Linked DNA regions of Mus musculus: region 1 is linked to region 2. The links are chromatin contacts, called in public HiChIP or PLAC-seq maps. All regions are on one chromosome and are shown on one strand. The core of a region is the stretch at or near the end of the contact, and the rest is flanking DNA. Distances in the headings are between cores, read along the strand shown. Region 1 has its middle 21 kb from the start of Dnajc12. Region 2 holds the start of Pbld1 (phenazine biosynthesis-like protein domain containing 1).

Region 1 (4,890 bases), core at 347-2,846, 310 kb before region 2:
TACTGGTTCAGTCCCCAGTATGGGAACAAACAAAACTGTCAAGTGCTACGGGCAGAGGGCCAACACAGTGGTAGAGAAGTTCCCTCGCATGTGCAATGCCCTGAGTCAATCAATAAGAGCTGGAGAACAGGGCAGAGCTGGCACATGCCTTTAGTTCCAGCATTGGTGAATTCCAGAATTCCAGGCTAGCTGATTCTATAAGACCCTATCTCCAATATCGTGTGTGTGTGTGTGTGTGTGTGTGTGTGTGTATGTATGAAATATAATTTGGCAAAGGGGTACATGGCAAGGCCCATGCCAAGGTGTGGCCCCTGAGTAATTACATCATGCAACAGATCAGGTATAAAGGGGGTTTACTGGGGGAAGGGAAAGGAGTGAGGGTCTGGGAAGACGGGAAGAGGCAGACAAGTGGACATGTAGACAGGCAGGCAGACAGACAGGAAGCAGACAGAGAGCCATGAGGGCAGAGAAGGAAAGAAGAGGTCAAGAGAGAATGCCGGGAACAGAGAAAGACACAGAGAGAGAAAACGGGGAAACTGAAAGGGCTGGGGTGGTAGGCAGTCCATTTATAGGCAGCCCATAACCTAGCAGCCGCAGATGACTTAAGTTGTTGCTAGGTCCCTGAGAGGAGTCTAATGGAATGGTCTGTAAGTTAACACGCCAACACACACACAGTGTTAAAAAATAACTTTCGCTTAGACATGGTAATACGTGCCAAAACTCTAAGCACCCAGGAGGCTGAGACAGAAGGGTCACAAGTTTCAGGTCAGCCCGCAGCTACCCAGCAAGTTCCAAAACAGACTGAGAAACATAGCAAGACTCTGACCAAAAATCAAGAAAGTCCACTCTGATTGCAGTTAAGGGAAGCAGTTTTCAGAGTTGAAATTACCTAATACTGAGGTTAAAGAAATTGTTGTCAAGAAGTTAGGAGCGTCCTCATGGGTACCAGTGTCCATGAGGAGGCCTTGGATCCCTTGGCATCAAACACTGTTTTCAGGAAGCGCACGGGCCAGTTCAGTGGCCTCTCACAGCTGGGTAGCACTTTCTTAGTTCCTACAGAGTTAGTGTTCGGCGGCGGGAGGGGGGTGGGGGGGGTGGGGGGTGGGGGGGGTGGTATCAATTAACAAAGAAATCTGAAACCTTCACAAGCCTCTGTGTACTAAACACTCCAAACATCAGTTTGACCTACTGTCCCGCCATGTCCTTGAGGACTCGCGATTTAAACCGCTTTGGCAGATAAAACAGAGTACGACAGTTCTCTTAAGGCAATGAGCATTTGCCAGGAAAACAACAGGTGGGTATCCCAACCACTTCCAAAAGCATCCTTCGCCTTCCACTGAAATCGGTGAAGCCACTTGAAATAGTGAGCCCGGGAGACCCCATCCCTAGAACCTCTAAGCCTTCTGAAACAGGGCTTCAGATTTTAATGAAGAGCTGAAGTTGGAAATCACTACATGCCACGTCATATCCAGAGAGTCCATCCTTCTGTCTTTACAGTGGCTGCTCATGAATCAAACAGTTCTTCACCTCCCGCAGCAAGACTCTACACCCCAGGTTTCGAGGTGCGTGGTGAAGGGAGGTGTGCTGTGCGCGGCCCCTCGGTAGCGCCCTGGGTCTCCTTATGATTGGCTCTGTGACGATGTGTCTTCCACATCTAGCTCTCTTTGGTCTGAAAGGGAATAAGTGAGTGAATGAATGAATGAATGAATGAATGAATGAGGGTAGGGCAGGAGCCCCTTTGTCTCCTCCTCCTTTTGTCCTGAGGCTATACTGGTGAGTAGGAAAACTGAAAATCCAAATTTTGTTAAAGGTGTGCTGGATCTGTATTCCTATCCCAGGCAAGGCAAAGCCAGCTGAGCCTTCCATTGTTTTGCTGGTTAAAGCTGTTTTAAGTTTTGACACACACACTTCTCCATTAGTCTCCCTTGTTCAGGATCTTTCTGGGACTGACTGGTACTGTAGCCGTTAGTATTCTAATGCTAATTTGGGTCCCCTAAGTTAGTTGACTTGAGAGGGTAACTCCTAGCTTCTGGGAAACTGCCCCAGTTAATTCTGATTGGTAAATAAAGATGCCAGCAGCCAATAGCTGGGGAGAAGAGAGGAAGAGGCAGGATTTAAGGTTCCTGGGCTTGGGACCTGGAGGAAGCAGGAGGGAAGAAGAGAGACTCGCTCTGCCTCAGGAGTGTGCAGAACAGAGACAAGAGCAGCCATGGGGTAGGGAAGCAAGGCGAGCCTTGGGTTCCGGGCCAAGAAAACGTGGCCCAGAGGGCTGACTAATTGGAATTAGGAGCAGCGAAGATGGAGCATAGAGATTAGAAGTAGTAACTCAGAGTTAGGCAGTTGCCCGGCTATTGTGTTATTTAAGGCATATTAAAATATAAAGGCGGTGTGTGTGTCTTTCATCTGGGAACATAAATGGTCTAAGGTGGGAAGGACCTCGCGCCAGGATTTATTAAAAATATTACTATTGGGCTGGAAAGATGGCTCAGCGGTTAAGAGCACTGACTGCTCTTCCAAAGGTCCTGACTGAGTTCAAAATCCCAGTAACCGCTGGGGGGGGGGGGGGGGGCGCACACCTTTAATCCCAGCTCTTGGGAGGCAGAGGCAGGCGGATTTCTGAGTTCGAGGCCAGCCTGGTCTACAGAGTGAGTTCTAGGACAGCCAGGGCTACACAGAAAAATCCTGTCTTAAAAAAAAAAAAAATCCCAGCAACGAGGCTGGAGAGATGGCTCAGTATTTAACAGCACGACTGCTCTTCTGAAGGTCCTGAGTTCAGATCTGACGTCCTCTTCTGGTGTGCCTGACAACAGCTACAGTGTACTTCATAGAATAAATAAATCTTTAAACAATATATTACTACTACAACATACACCAGGTGTAAGAAGTACACATCATCAGAATGTTTGTTGTCCACCTGTTGAAGGGCCAGGCTCTCTGCTATGGACTAGGGATACCAGATAAGTCAAGCCCAGAATGTATGTGGTATCTCTATAGTCCAGGTGGTCTTGAACTTGCTAGGGTACCTAGGCTGGTCTCTAACTCTCTGTCCTAGGATTACCAGCAAGTGCCACCAGGTAGACTCTCCAGGTATTTAATATCCAAGATAAGTGGACCTCAAAACATTTAATTAAATATTATTGTTAAACCAGGCAGTGGTGGTGCATACCTTTAATCCCAGCACTTGGGAGGCAGAGGCAGGCAGATTTCTGCATTCAAGGCCAGCCTGGCCTACAGAGTGAGTTCCAGGACAGCCAGGGCTATACAGAGAAATCCTGTCTCGGAAAATAAATAAATAAATAAATAACCCGACCCCCCCGCCCAAAAAAATCATTGCTTTTTGTTTTTCTCTTGGGCATTGTGGACACAGTGAGAACCATACAATGATGAGATCATGTTTTGTAAGAATACTAGTATATGTTCACTGAATATCGATTTTGAAATAATTCAAAACTTTAAGCCTGTCTTAGTTAGGGTTTCATTGCTGGGAAGAGACACCATGACCAAGGCAACTCTTATAAAGGCAAATATTTAATTGGGGCTGGCTTACAGGTTCAGAGGTTCAGCCCATTATAATCATGGTGGGAGCATGGCAGCATCCAGGCAGATATGATGCTGGAGAAGCAGCTGAGAGTTCTACATCTTGATCTGCAGGCAGCCAGAAGGACACTATCTTCTGCACTGGGCAGAGCCTGAGCACAGGAGACCTTACAGTCCACCTCACAGTGACACACTTCCCCCAGCAAGGCCACACCTCCTAACAGTGCTGCTCCCTATGGCCAAGCATTCAAACACATGAATCTTTGGGAAGCAAACCTAGTCAAATCACTACAAACACATTTCTTAAAGCTGGGCAGTGCTAGTTCCTGCCTTTAATCTCAGCACTCAGGCAGATCTCTGAGCCAGAGGCCAGCCTGCTCTATAGAGTGAGCTCTAGGACAGCCAGAACTACACAGAGAAACACTGTCTTGAAAAAGAGAAAGAAAAAAAGCCAGGTATGGTAGCACACAACCCTGGACACCAACACAGGGGAGAAGAGTTGGGGCCAGCCTAGCCCAGGTCACTCTAACTCTGTTACACCAGGCCTTGTGCTTTTTTTTGTTTTGTTGTTGTGTGTTTTTTATTTTGTTTTGTTTTGTTTTTTTGGTTTTTGGTTTTTGGAGAAAGGGTTTCTCTGTGCAGCCCTGGCTGTCCTGGAACTCACTCTGTAGATCAGGCTGGCTTCGAACTCAGAAATCCATCTGCCTCTGCCTCCCAAGTGCTGGGATCAAAGGCGTGTGCCACCCTGCCCGGCTCCTTCTGCTTCTTTACAGCTCTTTAAATATGTCTCTTTTTCTAAAATAAAACTGAAAGACAAGAAAAAGAAAGTAAAAGGATTTTTAAATGAAATCAAATAGCACCAGGTGCTATGAGAGCACCTGCCTTTAGTCTAGCATTTAGGAGACAGAGGCAAGGCCAGCCTGGCCTATGTATCAAGCTCCAGGCCAAACGAGATACCACAGGGAGACCCTGCCTCAAAGAACAAACAAAATAAAAATTAATAATTGTGTGGTTTGAAGGAACGTCTCCATAGGCTCATATATTTGAGTGCTTGCTCATTAGGGAGTGGCCCTACTTGAGAGGGATTAGGAGGTGTGGCCGAATTGGAGGAAGTCTGTTACTAGGGGTGGGGTTTGAGGTTTTAGAAACCCAAGCCAGGCCCAGGGCCTCTCTGCTGCCTGCAGATCCCAATGTAGAACTCTCAGCCTGCATGCTACCATGCCCACCCTCGTAAGGATGATGGATTAAACCTCTGAAACTGTAAGCCAGCCCCAATGAAATGTTTTCTTTTATAGGAGTTGCCTTGGTTATGGTGTTGAAGAACCTGCCTGACTCCATTTTGAAGGCAGGATA
Region 2 (5,013 bases), core at 356-2,855:
GCATCATGCGAAGGCCCCTGCTTCTTATTATCCAGGAAATGACACAACATTCATCCAGAAGGCCAAGGGATAGTTAATTATTATAATTAGTATATTTAGCAATTATTCTAATAAAAAATCTCATTAGCAATCATTGTAATCTAAGAACTATGTGGGCTTTTTTTTTTTTTTTAATTCAGCTAACTCATTTATTTGGGGGCCGTGGCACACTTGTGCGGCCGGGGGATGACTTGGCAGGAGGAGGTTGTCTGTGTCCACTCTGTGGCTCCCAGGAATTGAACTCTGGTCTTCAGGCTTGGCGCCAAGGACCTTTACCTGCTGAGCCAGCATGGGAGCCACAAAAGAGCTATTTACAAAGGGAGAGTTTTGGCAAACTAACTTTTCCACAGAGTGGAGATCAATTCCTTGCCTCTCCTTAATTCTTTGCCGGTGCCTTATTTTCTTGATCCTAAAGAGATTTTTAATATATTTTGACAATTATTTTAAGAGAGAGAATGAATGTCTGTGTGTCAGTCAATACACTTGAGCATAGAGCCTTTGGAGATCGGAAGAGAGAAAGTGAGTGCAGACATGTCTGTGTGTTTGTGTGTGTGCAAGTGCATGTGTGTGTATCTGGGTTTGTGTGGGTTTGTGTGTGTATGTATGTGTATGTGTGTGTTTGGGTTTGTACACATGATTGCAGTGACCTCAGAGGTCAGAAGAGAGTGTCAGTCAGATCTCTCAGATCTCCGTCGGGAGCTGGAGCCACAAGCAGTTGTAAGTGTCCCACATGGGTGTGAAGAATGGAACATAAGTCCTTTGCGAGAGCAGTAGCCACTCTGAAACAATGAGCCTTCAGCCTTCGAGAGAACTTCTAAATGTCTGAGGAACAGGAAAGGTTAAAGCCAGGAAAGATGGCCGGCAGCTGTAACCCAGGCAGGCACTAAGGAGGTTGAGGCAGATGGGGTCTGAAGAGAGCTTGAGCTACGCAGGGAGCTTAAGGCCAGCCCGCCTTAGACCTTCTCCCAACCCCTATGAGAGAGTCCCTAAAGTAAGACTCAAAGGTAGCTGCGACCATATCTAGTCATAAAACTAAACTCTGGCAGCTAGAAGGAACCCATCCCCCTACGTTTTTATGTTTATTTGCTTATTTATTTTTGATTCTGTAAGATGAGTTTCTTCACATAGTCCAGGCTGACCTAGGATCTGCTATGTAGCCCAGGCTGGCCGCAGACTCATGATCTCCTGCCTTCTCCTTTGGAACACCAGAGCTGCAGGCATGAGCCCCGACTCCCAGCTGCTGCCAGGTTCCCTGCCTGGGAGCCTCTGTGGCTCTGACCCAGTCTAGGCACAGCCATTCCCTCATAACCTGAAGACATGGCCATCAGCGACGTGACACAGAACACAAGCCAAAGTGGCAAACACGCAGGACGGCCTCATGTCTTTTACAGACGTCAAGGGCTCTACACACATCTGGAAGTTCAGGCTTGGCCCTTGAGAACCGCGTACTCACGCGCTCCAGGAGGCAGACTGCGGCAGGATTGCCCCGGAAAGCTGTCGCAGTGAACGCATCTGCTATGAAGATTGGGAGCTTCATTTTCCTCGCTGGCTTTGTCTGAGGGCTCCCTGCCCTGCTCGGAGCCCGCTTCACTTCCAGCTGTTGAAAAATAAGTTAAAGTTTTACTGGTGCAGACGTGCAGTTAATGGTTCCCAGACCAAAAGCCAAACAACCGTGCCAATATGGTTACCTTTAGAGATACCAATCCTCTAACAAGTTTTAGCATTTGTATTGGATGTCCTTTGACCTTTGCAGAGTAGCTCAGTGAGGGGCAGGTAAGCACTTGCTTGGCACGCACAAAGCCCGGGCTCTATTCCCCATCGACCCTTACACAGGGCATGGTGGCACACATCTGTGATCCTAGCGCAACGAAGCAGAGGCAAGAACAGAAAGGCTCAAGGCCATCCTCGGCTACACAGGGAGTTCCAAGCCAGCCTGGGATACAGGAGACCCCGTCTCAAAGCAATAAAAGTTTACCAACTTACACAGTATATGAACATTTACTGTGCTTATTAATCTGACTGATAAAAAGCAATCATTGGGTTTTCATTGGCAGAAAACATCACGTCACCCTCTTCTTACCACATCTTAATTTAAAAAAACAAAACAAAACAAAAACTGGGTCTTACTATGCAGCCTTTATTGAACTGGATCTTAAGGCTGGCCTTGAGCTCAGAGATCTGCCTACTTCTGCCTTCCCAGTCCTGGGATTAAAGTCCCATGCCACCACAACCAACTTACCTTTTCCCCTTTTGAAATCACATAGCTGCTAGAGGAGCCCCTGGCACACCATATCTATTAAAGTGATTTAAGAAGTAATTACTGGGCTCACATCCAACTGGAGCGTGGAGGACAAACAGGAGGATTTGTTGTCAAGTGTCATCTGCGAGGACGTGTCTCCATCGACAGCAGAATCGTTCTTCTCACTGCGTTTCAGGTTGTTTATGCGGTTGTTTGGAGATTTCATTGTAAATCACCATTGTTCTATCAGATAGCAGGAGTCAGCACAGAAAGGAAACAAAGCTCCTATTTTGACACAGGTTCCCTTTTGCAAGGCTGGAATGGAGCCCAGGCCTCACACGTGACTGGTAAATGTTCTAGGTTATCTTGTTTACCTGATCTGTGGGCCCCGGGATCTTGACCTCGTTGGCCGTGACCTCTCTGTGGAACCTACACAGGTCTTCAGCCTCCTGCCCCGGCTGCTGAATAGCTAGGATTAGGCTCTGTCTCCCCCTGGCAGTGGGCTTCACAAGCTTGTGAGCCAGGCTCAGTGGAATCTGGAGACTGCAACAGGCCTGCCTTGAGTTCAAGGCCAGCCTTGGGATATGTAAAAGTAGCTTTTATTCACCTGTTGTAATTGTCATCTCAGAGGCTTACTGCCTCAGTCTGCTTACCCAGGTCTAGGCCTGGAAGCTTCTAGCTTCCATACAATCTAATTGAGGCCTAGAATGTTTTCAGCCTCTGAGACTGGCTGCTGAATAAGTTCACAACTTTCTTGTTCTCTCTGAATTCTAGCTGGCTGGTTCAACTCAGCTGTTCTGGCTCAAACTCTTCTCCCACCTGACTCTGATTCAATCTGGCTTCTTCTCAAGTCTCTGATTTTTCCCCCCTGTCTGGTGTCAAACTAACTCTGGCAATCCGTTCTAATCTTCTGACTCATTCCCATCTCTTGCTCATTCTGTCTTTACCTGTGTCTAGCTTGTTCTCTCTTTAGTCTGCCTCTGTCAAACTCTCCCAGTAAAACTGCCTTTCTCCCTCTCTTGGCTGCTCCCCACGAACTCCACTGTATTCCTGTACTGTATTCTCTTCCTCCTGTACTGTCTGTCTCTCCCTTAAGTAGCTTCTCTTTCCTCTCCTCTTGAGAGTTGGGCATATTCTATTCTGTCAAATCTTTCTCTGATTTTTCACTTTGTCTGTCACTCAGATGGATATCAGTTTCAAACATGGGCGCTTCCTTCTGCAGACTAACATTACCTTCATTGTTTGGGATGAGAGGTGAGTACTAGGGGCACGTCTGTAATCCAGCCAGAGGGATTGAGGCTGAGACACACCCTAACCAGAAACAGGTTCAAATATCCTGCAGCAAGGATACCTCCATCTCAAAAAAAATAACTATGTTCGGGGCTTGAGTGAACTTCAGCCTTACTGGTCCCATCCATCAGCTTCTGTTAGATGATCCCTGAGAGGGGGGACATGAACTCCGATAGTCAGGAACACATCAAGCTTCTGAAACGTGTTAGTCTTCTGAAATTGCACGGATGTATGCTCGCTTGCTCTCTCTCTCTCTCTCTGTCTCTCTCTCTCTGTCTCTGTCTCTGTCTCTCTGTCTCTCTGTCTCTCTGTCTCTCTCTCTCTCTCTCTCTCTCTGTGTGTGTGTATGTGTGTGAAGGTTTAAGCTCAGGGACTCAGGCATGCTAGGCACATGTTTTATAACACAGGTATATCCCCTTCTAGCCCCTGAACCCCTGGTGTTTTTTAAGAGATGTTTTAAGCTCTGCCTCCGCTTTTGTTCCTTTTTTGAGACAGGGACTCAAGAAACTCAAGCTAGGTGATAATTTGCTCTGTGGAAACTAGCCTTGAACTCCTGATCCTTCTGTCCCTCCCTCCCAAGTGCTGAGATCCCGGGCACATGCTTCACACCAGGTTAGGGCTTCACACCAGGTTTAGGGCTTCACACCAGGTTAGGGCTTCACACCAGGTTTAGGGCTTCACACCAGGTTAGGGCTTCACACCAGGTTAGGGCTTCACACCAGGTTTAGGGCTATCTTGCTAACTGGGGGAGGAAATCCTGCTCCAAGGCACCTACTGGAAGTCAGAGACACAAATTTCACCAAATTCAAAGCTGGATTAAATCACGCTTTATTAAACAAGAGAAGACAATGACATGGCCATTCTAAGCCACACAGGAGGGAAAGATTTCGTCTCACACGCCCTTAGCGTGTATTTTGATCATCACATCACCAAATCAGATACCTACTGTTGTAATCTCCTGGGTTTGTCCTGATTGTTACTCCTAGCTGAGTTCAAAATACAAAGGATTTGTTTCCTAAACACTAGGCCTCCTCTGAGTCTTTCCACATGAACTGTCTCCCCTGGCTGTCTCCACAGTCGCGTGAATCAATATTCCACAGAGCCCAAGTGAAGCCCCTGGGACAGTTTACAGTCTACTGTCTTTAGTACTGCGCCTGCATTTCCACAGAGTTATTGGGTCGATTACAATGATTGTGACTCTGGGCATGATGGTGCATAGCATTAACCCAGCACTGGAGACGCAGAGGTAGGCAGGGGTCGAGTTGGAGGCTAGCTTGGTCTACATAGAGAGTTTCTTCCCAGCCACGGCTATACAGTAAGACCCTGTCTTTAAATTAAAATTACACACACACACACACACACACACAATTTGTAAAATCTATCAGAAACCATTTGATGGTGGCACGTGCCTTTAATCCAACACACTAGAGACAGAAGCAGGCAGA

What was found. HiChIP or PLAC-seq counts read pairs in DNA pulled down with a chosen protein or histone mark.
Region 1: an H3K27ac HiChIP or PLAC-seq map of embryonic stem cells shows a contact between it and region 2, with 11 read pairs. The contact joins the enhancer-like site here to the promoter of Pbld1 in region 2. A contact is called at or near these places in 15 of 39 promoter capture datasets (the 3T3-L1 cell line, 3T3-L1-derived adipocytes, the C10 cell line and 9 more), 1 of 15 datasets of contacts at CTCF or cohesin (embryonic stem cells), 3 of 484 Hi-C or Micro-C datasets (the N1E-115 cell line, bone marrow-derived macrophages and liver), 3 of 115 datasets of contacts at active chromatin or transcription factors (all in embryonic stem cells) and 3 of 9 other capture datasets (adipose tissue, liver and macrophages).

Annotation. Positions count from the first base shown.
Region 1 is chr10:63,363,402-63,368,291 of GRCm38.p6, reverse strand. No RefSeq gene overlaps it. Among named protein-coding and RNA genes, the nearest start is that of Dnajc12, 21 kb to the left of the region's middle. Within about 2 kb of position 1,596, at least 14 of the 459 cell types and tissues checked have an H3K27ac peak or open chromatin away from gene starts, as enhancers often do. A contact at or near this core is called in embryonic stem cells, where this site is marked.
Region 2 is chr10:63,058,181-63,063,193 of GRCm38.p6, reverse strand. Pbld1 (phenazine biosynthesis-like protein domain containing 1) reads right to left here and starts at 1,605. Exons shown (of 9, transcript NM_026701.3): 1 at 1,493-1,605. The coding sequence starts at 1,576. Pbld2 (phenazine biosynthesis-like protein domain containing 2) reads right to left here. Exons shown (of 10, transcript NM_026085.2): 10 at 4,382-5,013.